Regions from separate parts of the Hordeum vulgare genome. Here region 2 is linked to region 1. The links are chromatin contacts, called in public Hi-C maps. All regions are on one chromosome and are shown on one strand. Each heading gives the region's core, a stretch centred on a gene start, on an enhancer-like site or on the middle of the called end of the contact. The rest is flanking DNA. Distances are from core to core; before and after follow the strand shown.

Region 1 (6,699 bases), core at 1,045-3,544:
TCTGTTTTGCTTTTGGATTGTTACAGAGAGTTTCGTCCTAAAGAAAAGCATGTTTTCTTCCGCAAAAAAAAAAAAAATGTTTTAAGCCCTATCATGGAGGTAGCCTGGTGTTGATTTTGAATTTTTGATATTGAAATTGAGATGCCATTAAGATATCCAACTGAAGTTGCGGACTCGGTTTATCGGGTAGCAAGAAAATTCCCGTGAAGCATCACGATGAGGCGGACCATTTTTCTGCAAGAAATGGTGACAAAGCAATTGGCTGGCTCTGATGTTCTTGAGTATTGTCACCTAGATGAGGACAAACAGAATAATGTTTCTGTAGTGGAAACAGCTCAGGAAAACAGAGAAGAAAGTGATGCTGAGTTGACAAAAGGCAGCTTCCTTATTGGAGACGATGTCACAATCCAATGATCTCAACTTGATCTACCACAATGTCAGAAGCGGCGCCACGAGAGAATTAATGATGAGCATTGATATTCTTTTGAAGAGGGGCTGGGAAGGTGGTGTGTAGATTCTGTGATTGTAATGAGAGTGTGGATCACTTGTTCATACACTGCTCCATGGATAATGCTTTCTCCCGGGGCATCTCCATGACGGCTCGTCTAGTAGTTTCTGTTGCTACCTGGTGGATGCTCTGTTTTATTACTGGTGCTCTTGGACTGTCTGACATTTTGGCTGGAATGTTGAATAACTGGTTGAGAACTTGAGATGCTAGGCACTTTGTGGCTTTGTCTTTCGTTGATAGTTTTCTATAATTGGTTGTTGTACGACTGTAAGCTAGCAATGCGGTGGACTTGATGTCGAGGGATCTTGTCTGATCAGATTCATGATGATTGAAATTGGGTTCTATGCTCCTCAATTCAGGGAAAAAAGGAGGCATTAAGTTGGCAAGATCATAGAAACCATCCTGCAAGGCTCTCAAATTCAAAGCTTAAACTATACTCCCTCTGTTCCTAAATACTTGTTGTTGGGAAGAACTAGACTAGTTCTCCCCAACAAGTATTATGATACAGAGGGAGTATTTTGAAAAAAAAAAAGCTTCCCGCAAAATGTTTACAACATATTTAAGCATATCTCAGGCAAAAAAGAGAAACAAAAAGGTGATTTCATCAAATATTAAGCATTTCAAACTCAACAAAATTGTTTTCTCTTTTTTAAGTAGAGCGTGCTTTAAGTATTGGTCAAGTCATTCCCCTTGCAATCTACAGAGTTTTGTTTTAAATTTAAGAAAACCATGTTTTAAAACCGGTCATGCTGGTGGTCTGACGTTGATATTGACACTGAGATGACATATGGATATCCAACTTAAGGTGCAGACTCAGGTTATCGAGTAGAGAAAATCCAGGGGTACCATTTTTCTGAATGAAACTGCATATTTGGGGAATACCTTCTCCGCCGGAGTACATCCATCCATATAAACTACAGACTAGTTTAAGCGTTTCGAAGCAGAAACTATAGCGAGCTTGCTTTACAAAGACAAACCGTGTTCTCACGAAACAAAACCGTACCTTTCGCAGAAAGAAAATACGTTATTTTTTTCATTTTGAAAGACACGGGCCTTCCTCTCACGAAGATAGAATCGTGCCTCTCGTAAAAAAAAATCATGCCTTTCGTGAAAAAACTCAGCAAACGCGTTATTATTTTTCCCTTTCCGAAAGGCAGGGTCGTGCCTCTCGTGAGGTAAAACCATGGCTCTCGCGGAAGCAAAAACGTGCTTCTCGTAGAAAAAACCATGCCTCTCGCAAAAAAAAAAAAACGCGTTATTATTTTCCCTTTTCAAAAGGCAAGGTCGTGCCTCTCGCGAAGACAAAACCATGCCTCTCGTGAAAGCAAAACCGTGCCTCTCGCAAAAAAAACACGTTTTTTTGTTTCCGAGAGGCACGACCGTGCCTCTCGCGAAGGTAAAATCGTGCCTTTCGCGAAAATAAAACCGTGTCTCTCACAAAAAAACATGTTTTTTGCGCGACTTTTTTCCGTCAAAAAGCTAACAAAGACAGGTGAAAAACCTAAAAAAAATGTTCAAGCCAAAAACTCATGCGAAAAAAAATAAAAAAATAAATCCGGAAGAAGCGCTCAGAACGCGACATATGACGGTGGCTGAGAACGCGACAAGTGACGACACGTGGAAGTGCTTGCTGCGAGGCTTTTGAAGGAACGCTCGTTAACTAGTGACTTCTGGCATTTTCGCTTTTTGCCAAGACACCAATTGAAAAGGGACTTCTTATATGCTGCTTGTTGCAGCAGGTAGCCGCTCCTTCACACAGGCCGGGTCCAGACTGGGCCAGCCCATCAGGAGGGCAGTGTAGCGGATGGGATGGTATATACTGCAACACTGGGGCGAGTACTATAGCGCGGTGTTACTGCTACAACTCGACACTGCAATAGATATTCAAAAAATCCATTTCTTTTTACAAAAGTATGAACGATTCGAGTGCTTTAAGCATTTTTTTTAATTCTGTATATATTTGATTTTTTCAAAGTGTCAAAAAAAATTAAGTTGCCCGGACATTTTTAGCATCCGCAAACAAAATTTGCAAACATGACATTTTTCGAATTTGTGAAGAAATTTGGAAAGCTCGCACATTTCTAGAAATTCCTGAACATTTTAATTTGCGAAGAAAAAAGGAAAATGCAAAGAAAGTTTGAATTTGGGAATATTATTTCTAAAATAAACATTTTAAAATTTGTGAATACAATTTGTAAGCGGGAACATTTTTTAACATTTCCCAAAATTATTCGAAGATCTGGAAAAAAATCGAAACGTTCAAAAATTTAAATTTTTCATAATGGGGTCATTATTTGAAATTCCCAAACTATTTTTGAAATTCCTGAATATTTTTCAACGGTTTTCTGGATATTTTCTGAGATCCTGAGCCGATTTTAAGTTCTGAACAAAAAAGGGAAACATGAACAATTTTTTAGTTCCGAACAAAAAAGTTAAAACAGAACATTTTTTATTGCAAGCAAAATTTGTATTCTTTATTTTTTGGAAATGACAACAAAAATTGAAACATGCGAATACTTTTTCAACAGCAAAGAAATTGATAAAAAAATGAACATTTTTTAAACCTGACCATTTTTCTCAAACAGTTAACTGAATTCTATACCAAGATTTTTTGTTGAAACTTCCTGAACATATTTTGAATACGAACAGTTTTCTGAAATTTTGAACTTTTTTTTAGAAAACAGAAACATTTTTCAAAATTCTTGATTTTTTGTTAAACACGACCAATTTGGAAATTATGAAAATTATTTATTTATTTTTTAATTTTGAATACGAGATTTTTTCTGAAACTACTGATGCTTTATTAAGATATGTTTGTTTTTAATTCTGAGCACAAATTAAACATAAGAATGTATTTTTAAAACTTTGAAAAAAATGAAATTTCCAAACAAAAAAACAGGACAACTGTATTCTTTATTTTTTTTGGAAATGCGAACAAAAACTGAAACATGCTAATACTTTTTCAACAGCAAAGAAATTGATAAAACAATGAACATTTTTTAAACATGACCATTTTTCTGAAACAGTTAACAGAATTCTATAACAAGATTTTTTGTTGAAATTTCCTGAACATATTTGAAATACAAACAGTTTTCTGAAATTTTGAAAAAACAATTAGAACACAGGAACATTTTTCGAAATTCTTGATTTTTTTTGTTAAACACGACCAATTTTGGAAATTATGACAATTATTTTTTATTTTTTTATTTTGAATACGAGATTTTTTTTGAAACTACGGAAGCTTTATTAAGATATGTTTTTTTAAATTGTGAACACAAATTTAACATAAGAATGTATTTTAAAACGTTGAAAAAAAATGAAATTTCTAAACAAAAAAACAGGACAAATAAAAAAGAAAAGGAAATAAAATAAAAATAAAACATAATAAAAAGAAACATAAACTTAAACATAAAAATATTAAAGAAGAAAAAGAAAACGAAATATTAAAAAATTGGTTCAGAAATTCTAGAAGGTTCCCAAAACCGGTAAAATATAGGGACGTGACATGTGTCCTTGGTTACAAGATTTTTGTGTGTGTTTGTTCATCGTCTACTTCAATGTGATTGATCCATGGGTCCAACAATTGGTATTGTCATTCCCAAGTGTTGTCTCGGTGAGGATTCCTCGAGATACGCAAACAACTTAGACGCGCAAACGATTTAGACGCTTTTCGTCTTCAACAGATCCTCACATAGATGAGTACTTGGACATGACAATGCTGAGACAACGACGACCAACATGTGCCAACCCCGCACGACTCCTTGACTCCCTCGGATGATGATCTTCACGAGTCTTCTTGGCACCGCACCTCGGCACGAATCTCCCATCAACGATCATCTTCCACCGTATTGTCGATGATAGTCTCACGCCTCCCTTCGTGTCGCTTCGTCGAGCGACGATCGCCTGATCCTCCTCGTCGCAGCACCACCTAGCAACTTCATGTCCCGCCCCGAGGCGGTAATAGCTCACCACCTCAGGGCAAGCACAACTTCAAATTCCTGAACCTTGCTCTCATATCAATTGTTGGAATTTGCCCATGTACCGATCTCATGACATGCAAGTCATACATATGAATCGGTTACAAACTCATGCCGGGAATCAACTAATACATGATGCTAACTCTCAAGATTAGACACAAATCTTGTCACACATAAACTCAAGATTATGCTAGCAGCCTTGGTGAGCGAGCTGAGTGTGGGGTGCCCCTATATTCGCCTTCAGCGAGTCTGGCTTCGGAGACGCGAAAGGGGCAAGTGATTTCGGCCAACCCACACGGGCGGGAGGCCATAACATCTTTTACTTATTTTTTACTACTTTTGATTTTGTTTTTTTCTTTAATTTTATAATTTATATAGGGCTGCGCTATTCGTCATCCCGGATGAGAAATAGTTATTCTTCACCCCCACCCTCTATTTTAACATCGGTGTACCATAATTTATGCTTCATAAATTTTGTGTTATTTTATACATTAAAAGCAACCGTAAGAAAAATATATAATCATCGTAAAAAATATTTTATGGCACGTAAAATTACAAATATAAAAAATATACAATAAATTATTTTTCCTGGTCGTGTAACCTATATTTTTTTTCTTACATCAAATTTTACGTAGTGGATGAATATAAATGTAACTATTTTTATTTCAAATATAATTTATTAATAAATTGACCGTAAAACTATCATGGGTGATAAATAGAGTTTATTACAAAAAGTACTCTATAAAGAACATTTATTTTTTTTGAACAAGTATTTTATAAAATGTTGATCATGTATATGAAAGTGTTAATCTGTATTAGAAAAAATATTTAATACATATTTGAAAATTCTTGAACGAGTATTTGAAATATAAATGTTGATCATGTATATAAAAATGATAATTAAGCATTTTAAAGCAAATATTGACCAAGTATTTGAAAAATGTCACTGGAGCAGTTGAGAAATGTTAAGTGTGTTTATAGAAAATGTTTACCATGCATTAAAAAATAATGCTTTTTTAATCTGGTATATGAAAATATTAATTAGGCACTTGCAAAAATGTTGAACAAGTCTTTGAGAAATGTAAATCAAGCCTTTGGAAAATGGTAAATGTGTATAGAAAAATGTTGGCCATGTATTCAGAAAATGTTAATCTTTTTATTTGAAAACTGTTAATCAAGCACACTGGATAATGTTAATCGAGAATTTGGAAAAATGTTAATAAACATGTGATATAAAAAATGTTGACCATATATAAGAAAAGTGCTAAATTTGTAGTGGATAAATGTTAAACATGTATTAAGAAAATATTGTTGACATATATAACAAATATAGTATGAAAATGAAATAAACAAAAAGAAACAAAAAATTAGAACTAAAAATGAAAAAAATGAAAAGATCAAAAAACGAAGAAACAATTGGAAAAGGAATGGAAAATACCAGAGAAGAAAACTAAAAGAATAAAAAACCAGAGAAGAAAATAAAGAAAATAAGTAGAAAACAGAAAAGTCTAGATCGAGTCGCCTCAAGTAGGTCGCACCCCTACAACTACACAGTAACGAGAAGTGCGCGGAGTGGCTGCCATCCTCGATGATCACCCTAGGACACCAGGGATTGACCCTGCCTTCTCCCCCTTAAAAAAATTCTTTTACTTTAATCTGCATGAAGATGGGCCAGCCCAAGTACTACAGATGCTTGAGTGATGGTTCTACATTGGTTCGCTTAATTCGATAAATAGTCACCGGCTAGGTTTGCGGGAGGAAGACTTGACGTCATGTCAAGTAGTGGTCGAATACCGAGCTTGACAACTTAGTGAAACATGCTCTCTGACTCGGGTTGACCATCATGTTTAGTTGGACGACTAACCTGGTGATCTTCCTTTTCGTCTATGTAAACATAGTGACAATTTCATAAAGAATGCACGAGGGTAATTTCTCAACAAAAAAACTAGGTGTCTCCTCCCCATGAGACAAGTGCCACGTCATCATGCTCGGGAGACTTCTGCATTCACAATTATGGCGCACAGAGGCAACCCCGCGTGTTTTTTGCTTTCTGGTTTTACTCTTTTGTTTTCCTGTTTTCCTTATTACACTTTAATCCTTATACATTTTTGGTTTTAGATCATATACCTTTTATCTGTTTCTCCCATCCATCTTCCTCCCTCGGGTTGACGTCACCGTCGTCCAGCTTGTTTCCCCTAGTCCCGTTCCTCGTGT
Region 2 (6,023 bases), core at 1,129-3,628, 160 kb after region 1:
GGCCATGGAGGCCGAGAACAAGAAGAAGGAGGTCGAGCTCGCTCTGGCCGCCCAAGAGGCACAGATCATGGCCATGGACCTGAGCCGCTTCACCCCGAGGAAGAAGGCCTACTACGAGAAGAAGCAGGAGCGGTACATGGAGGGCGAGGGGTGATCGACATGGCCTCGACCGTGGCCGACATCGCTTTTGTACATCCTTGCCCTGGCTGGCATGGCCTCACCTGGCCAGCATTGCCTGAACCTTGCCTGAACCATGGCCGGCATGGCCTGAACCGTGGCCGATATGGCTGGACCGTGACCTTCTTTTGCTATATATTTTAGGGCATTTTGGTATTTGCATATGTTCCATTTTGAATTGTGGGGGTTGTGGCCAAAACTGGCCGGACAGTGTCCCGGACGGCTGCTCAAACAGACACAACGGACACGAAATTAGTCCGGATTTGAGCAGCCCCGTAGGAGATGTCCTTAGAGCATCTCCAACAGCCACGCTATACAAGCGCCGCGTCGTAAAAAATGCTGTATTTAGCGCGCGCGCGACGCGGCGGCAGCTCCAGCGGGCGCGCAAAAACGGCGCGCGCGCCATTTCCAATTGAGCGCGCTGGCCGAAACGCAATCCCGCGCCCATTATTTGCTGCGCCGGCTCCCGTGCACGCGACTCTCCCGCGCTCGCTCCTTCTTTCTTCTGCGCTCTCTCCTGCTCTCTCCTGCGCTGGCTGTGCACTCTCTGCGCTCGCTCTGCACTCTCGCGACCGCCCCCATCCGACCGCGCCGCCGCGGCCGCTCGTGCCACCGTTCGGCGCTGCCCCGGCCTATCCCTGAGCCGCCGTCGCCGCCCGCGCCCGCCGGCGCTTCCCCGGCCTGTCTCCGCTGCGGCCGCCGCCCGCGCCCCCCCGTTCAGGCGCTTCCCCGGCCTCCCCGCGCCGCCGCGCTTCCGCCCCACCCCTCCTAGTCCGGCCGGCCCTCGCGCGCCTCCGATGTCCGAGGAACAGCGCCCCACCGCTCGCTGTCGCGCCGCGCCCGCAAGGTGTTCGACAAAACGCCTACAAGGTATGCATTGTTTCAAATTTATGAATTAGGTGCATGTTTTGAATTGTAGTTTTTTATAGTATAGTATTGAACTTTGTAGATGAGTTCGTCGTATGATTCTTCCGAAGAAGAATTTGATATGGACAGCCGCTTTGCGTATGTTGGCATACGGTATCCCGGCTGATTTAGTTGATGATCACTTGGCTATGGGTGAGAGCCAAGCCATCATGTGTGTCAAGCGCTTTGCAGTGGGAATTGTGCAAGTGTTTGGCGAGGAGTATTTGAGATCTCCCACTGCTGAAGACGCCGCAAGGCTATTGGCGATGAACAAATCTCGCGGCTTTCCTGGCATGCTTGGCTCAATAGATTGCATGCATTGGAGTTGGAAAAATTGTCCAAAGGCATGGCATGGGCAATTCCACGGCCAGAAGGTAAGAAAAATCTTGATTTTCACAATGCTCAGGCGGCTGCTAGAAAAGATGTGGAGAGAGCATTTGGGATTTTATAAGCCCAATTTGCTATTGTGAGAGGACCGGCTAGATTTTGGGATCAAAAAATGCTTTGGTACATCATGCACGCTTGTGTGATCATGCACAACATGATCATCGAGAATGAGCGTGGCCAAGATGTAGAATACTCAAAGTATGAGCTCTTGGGACATCCCGTGCGAGTGCGACGGAGGGCTGAAAGAGTTGCCTGTTTTGTTGCCTCGTATCATGCCATTCGGCGTCCCGCAACACACAATGATCTTCAGAAGGATCTGATTGAAGAGTGGTGTGCATGGCATGGACGACAAAGAGCATGATTTGATTGCATTATTTGTATTGTATTGTTCATGAACTATTGGTTGTGTTTATTGCATTATTTGTTGTACTGAACGAGAAACTATTTGTTTGAGTTGTAATAACTATTTATTGTTGATTTATTTTGTTTGTTTGATCGTTTTTCTCGCTATTTTTTGAAATGTATATGTGGTTTGTGCTTGCTGCACGCGCTGCATTTTTTGGCATTGCTGAAGCGCGGCGCGCGCGCTGCATTATAACGCAGTTGTTGGAGCCAGCGTCTATCCCTGCGCTAAATCAGCCGGCGCGCGTGCTGTAAAAACATTTTTTGGACGCGGCGCGAAGCTAGTCGTGGTTTGCTTTGCATGGTCGAGAAAAGTCCGTGCCACGCCCGGGTAGGCATGTGGTCAGCAGCACGCCACATAAGACTCCAAGATGATAGAGAGGATTGGTGAGAGTGGGACGCTGATAATAAGACAGTTGCTAGAGTTGCTCTGATGCAGACGCCTCGCTCGACAACCTGCAAGACCAGTAGAAGACTACACTTTTCTACCATTGGGCACGAACCTTCCCCAATGGGAGACCTGAGTCTTCGGCGGCAGCAGATTACACCACATAAACTGGGAGGACCTGAGTCTTCGGTAGCAGACTCAAGACATCAAAGAAAAGATGAGCAAAACCATGGCCACCCTCCCCTATCTGATCCTCATTCTGATCCCCTCTCTTCTGCCCATCACCTGCGCATCGGCTCAGCTGACGACGCTGAGCGCCGGCTCAACTCTCGCCGTGGAGGAGTACGAGCACACGTTCCTCGTCTCACCAAACGCGACCTTCTCCTGCGGCTTCTACCCAGCCGGCTCAAACGCCTTCACCTTCTCCGTCTGGTTCGCCGGCGCGGCCGACAGCGCCGTCGTCTGGTCCGCCAACCGCCATTCCCCGGTGAACGGGCACGGGTCCAAGGCGATGCTGCACGACGATGGCTACCTTGTCCTGGCCGACGCCAACGGCTCGACAGTGTGGGCGAGCAGCGGGGGCGCGGGCGACCGGCCGACGGCCGCGCTGCTGGAGACTGGAAACCTCGTCATCAGAGACTCGGGCGGCGCGGTGCTGTGGCAGAGCTTCGCCACGCCGACCGATACCTTGCTGCCTTGCCAGCAGCTGACCAAAGACACAAGGTTGGTCGCCGGCTACCACAGTCTCTACTTCGACAACGACAACAGGCTACGTCTCGTGTACAACGGGCCAGAGTTCTCCAGCATCTACTGGCCAAATGATGACTACACCATGTTTCAAGATGATGCCCCGAGATTCAACAACAATTCCAGACTTGCAGTCCTCGATGACAAGGGTTGGTTCTTCTCAACCGACGGCCTCACGGTACAATCTTGTGACCATGGCGCATTACTCATCAGAAGAAGGCTGACGCTCGAGCACGACGGCAATCTCAGAATGCGCAGCTTGGATGCGTCGAGCGGAAGATGGGTGGTCACATGGCAAGCCATACTGCAGATGCACTATGTGCACGGCCTATGTGGAAAAAACGGGTTCTTCGAGTACTCGCCGAGACCCCGCTGCTCGTGCCCTCCTGGATTTGAGATGGTTAATCCAAACATGTGGAGCAAAGGCTGCAGGCCGACGTTCAGCTACAACTGTGGGCAAGACCGGTACAGGTTCATCCAGATCCCCCAAACTGATTACTACGACTTTGATCTTGGCTTCAACGACTCCATCTCATTTGAAGACTGTAGAAACATCTGCCTGGGCATGTGCTCTTGCATCGCTTTCTCTTACCGGCTAACCGGAACCGGTGTTTGTTACCCTAAAGGTCTGCTCTTCAATGGATACAAGTCGCCTGCATTCCCAGGAAGTGTCTATCTTAAAGTGCCCTTCACTGCTGACATTCAGGCCTCCGGATCAGAACAGTCGGCTCTCACATGCCCCCATGGTGGTCCCAAGATTACACATGAGTCTTCTGATCACGTGGACAGATGGCTATATTTCTATCTGTGTCCTGGATTATTAGGAGCCCTGGAGCTCATTCTCATCGTGACCACATGGTGGTTCCTCTCAAAGAATGGCATGCAAGATTCAACACGGGGGGGTTACGCGGTGTTGAGAAGCCAGTTCAGGAGATTTACTTACCAAGAGCTACAGCAAGCAACCGGAAAGTTCCGAGAAGAAGTCGGAAGAGGCGGCTCTGGAATCGTGTACAGAGGACTGCTCAAAGATAAGAGGGTCATCGCGGTGAAAAATCTCATAGATATCACCAAGCACGAAGAGGAATTCCGGGCAGAGATGAGCGTGATTGGGAGGATCAATCACATGAACCTGGTTCGCACATGGGGATTCTGCTCGGAAGCAAAGCGCAAGCTGCTGGTATATGAATTTGTGGAGAATGAGTCACTGGACAGGTACCTGTTCAACAGCACGAACGCCGACAGATTGCTCGCGTGGAGCGAGCGTTTCCGCATCGCCTTGGGGTCGGCGAGGGCCCTGGCTTACCTCCACCATGAGTGCCTCGAGTGGGTCTTACATTGTGACGTGAAGCCTGAGAACATACTCTTGACCCGAGATTTTGAAGCCAAGATAGCTGACTTTGGGTTAGCAAAGCTGTATAAAAGGGATGGATCCAGTTTCAACTTCTCACACATGCGAGGAACAGACGGTTACATGGCCCCGGAATGGGCGATGAATCTGCCAATCAACGCTAAGGTCGATGTCTACAGCTACGGGGTGGTGCTCCTAGAACTGGTGGCCGGGAGGAGGATCTCAAGCTGTACAAGGGATGGCAAAGTTATCAAACTGAAAGCATTTGTCCAGGATGTGAAGGGAGCTTTAGCTACCGGGGATGCTACGCGTATAGTGGATGCGAAGCTTCATGGGCAGTTCAACACCGATCAGGCGGTAGTTATGATTACGACTGCCGTGTCGTGCCTCGCAGAAGAAAGAAGCAGGAGACCGAGCATGAATGAAGTTGTGAAATCTCTCTTGCATTGTCAAGAGTAAAGACAGTGAGAAACTGAGAAGATTGACCTGAATAAATTTGTTTTTGCTTATGTGTGACCTTTCTCACATGCTACCAGATTTCCTCATTTACTCCGTCCAATAAAGTACATTGTAAGTATATGAATCAATAACTGTTTGTTTATTGGCCCCGTCCAATAAAAAATTAAATTCCGGTGTGATGATCTAGTCATCTGATACTTTATATTGTAAACTACTTTGAATGTTGCTTCTTATTATCTGAACCTACAACTTCTTGTTGATGGTAGAAGAAAAAAAATCCTGGATTTACATACGAATGGAACTCGTTTCAAGCAATCAAAATTGATCATAATTCAGAAAAGAAGCAGAGCATGGAGGGAACTACCTACTAATATCTACTCCCTTAGTCTTAAAATAAGTGTCTCAACTTCGTACTGGCTCTAGTACAAAATTGTACTTCCTTCGTCCAAATGTATAGGGCATGCCCGTAGTTTAGGTCGTTAATTTAACTACTTAAATATGTATTATTTGTAATAAATAATAAACCATTAAATTCATACAGGAATGTAGTTTTTAAATATGTAATTTTTATCGCATATAATATATATTTAACTAGTTAAATTGACAACCTAAAACTACACGCATGTTCTATACACTCGAACGGAGAGGTAGTATTAAATTTGGTACATTTAATTTAAAACGGAGGGAGTACTAATCACCGGGCGAGTCGAGACGGCTGACTATGGGCTCTGGCGGTCTCTTTCCCGTCCGCCCAGCTCCTCCCTTCTCCTCAGACTTGGAGTTCGAAGTCTCAGCAGCAGCCACGATTCATCTCCACCCCCACCAAGAGCAGCGGCAGCCACGTCTTGCTATCAGACTGCCCGTCGCCTAGGCCTAGCAGGTCCGGCCGCCACAGACACCCACAGGCCATGCTCGCCGCTGCTCTGCTCCGCCTTAGCCGCTCTGCCGCTGCCTCCACACTTCCGGCGCCAGACGTGCGCATACCAGGCCTTTCTTTTGGAACGAAGGCTCGCGGAGAGCCGGGCTTTGAATTAACAAAGCCATCAACCCACTAGAAAATACAAACACACCACATACCACATCAACCACACGATACTAGGAAACACCCTAGGAAGCTTACAACTCAACGCAGCGCACAAGCACAAAAGAAAAGAAACATCAAGCCCGATGCTTGCACTAGTCGAAGACCACATCTAAATTGGTACCAAA

Evidence for each region. Hi-C and Micro-C count contacts between places; a contact is called where the count stands out from the background.
Region 2: a Hi-C map of leaf shows a contact between it and region 1, with 2.9 times the contacts expected there. The contact joins the promoter of LOC123410414 here to the enhancer-like site in region 1. A contact is called at or near these places in 3 of 6 Hi-C or Micro-C datasets (leaf and seedling).

The regions. Positions count from the first base shown.
Region 1 is chr7H:622,008,192-622,014,890 of MorexV3_pseudomolecules_assembly, forward strand. No RefSeq gene overlaps it. Among protein-coding and RNA genes, the nearest start is that of LOC123410279, 5.4 kb to the left of the region's middle. Within about 2 kb of position 2,295, at least 3 of the 3 cell types and tissues checked have open chromatin away from gene starts, as enhancers often do. A contact at or near this core is called in leaf and seedling, where this site is marked.
Region 2 is chr7H:622,166,731-622,172,753 of MorexV3_pseudomolecules_assembly, forward strand. It overlaps LOC123410414 (putative receptor protein kinase ZmPK1), which reads left to right and starts at 2,379. Exons shown (of 1, transcript XM_045103354.1): 1 at 2,379-5,045. The coding sequence starts at 2,478. The coding sequence ends at 4,814.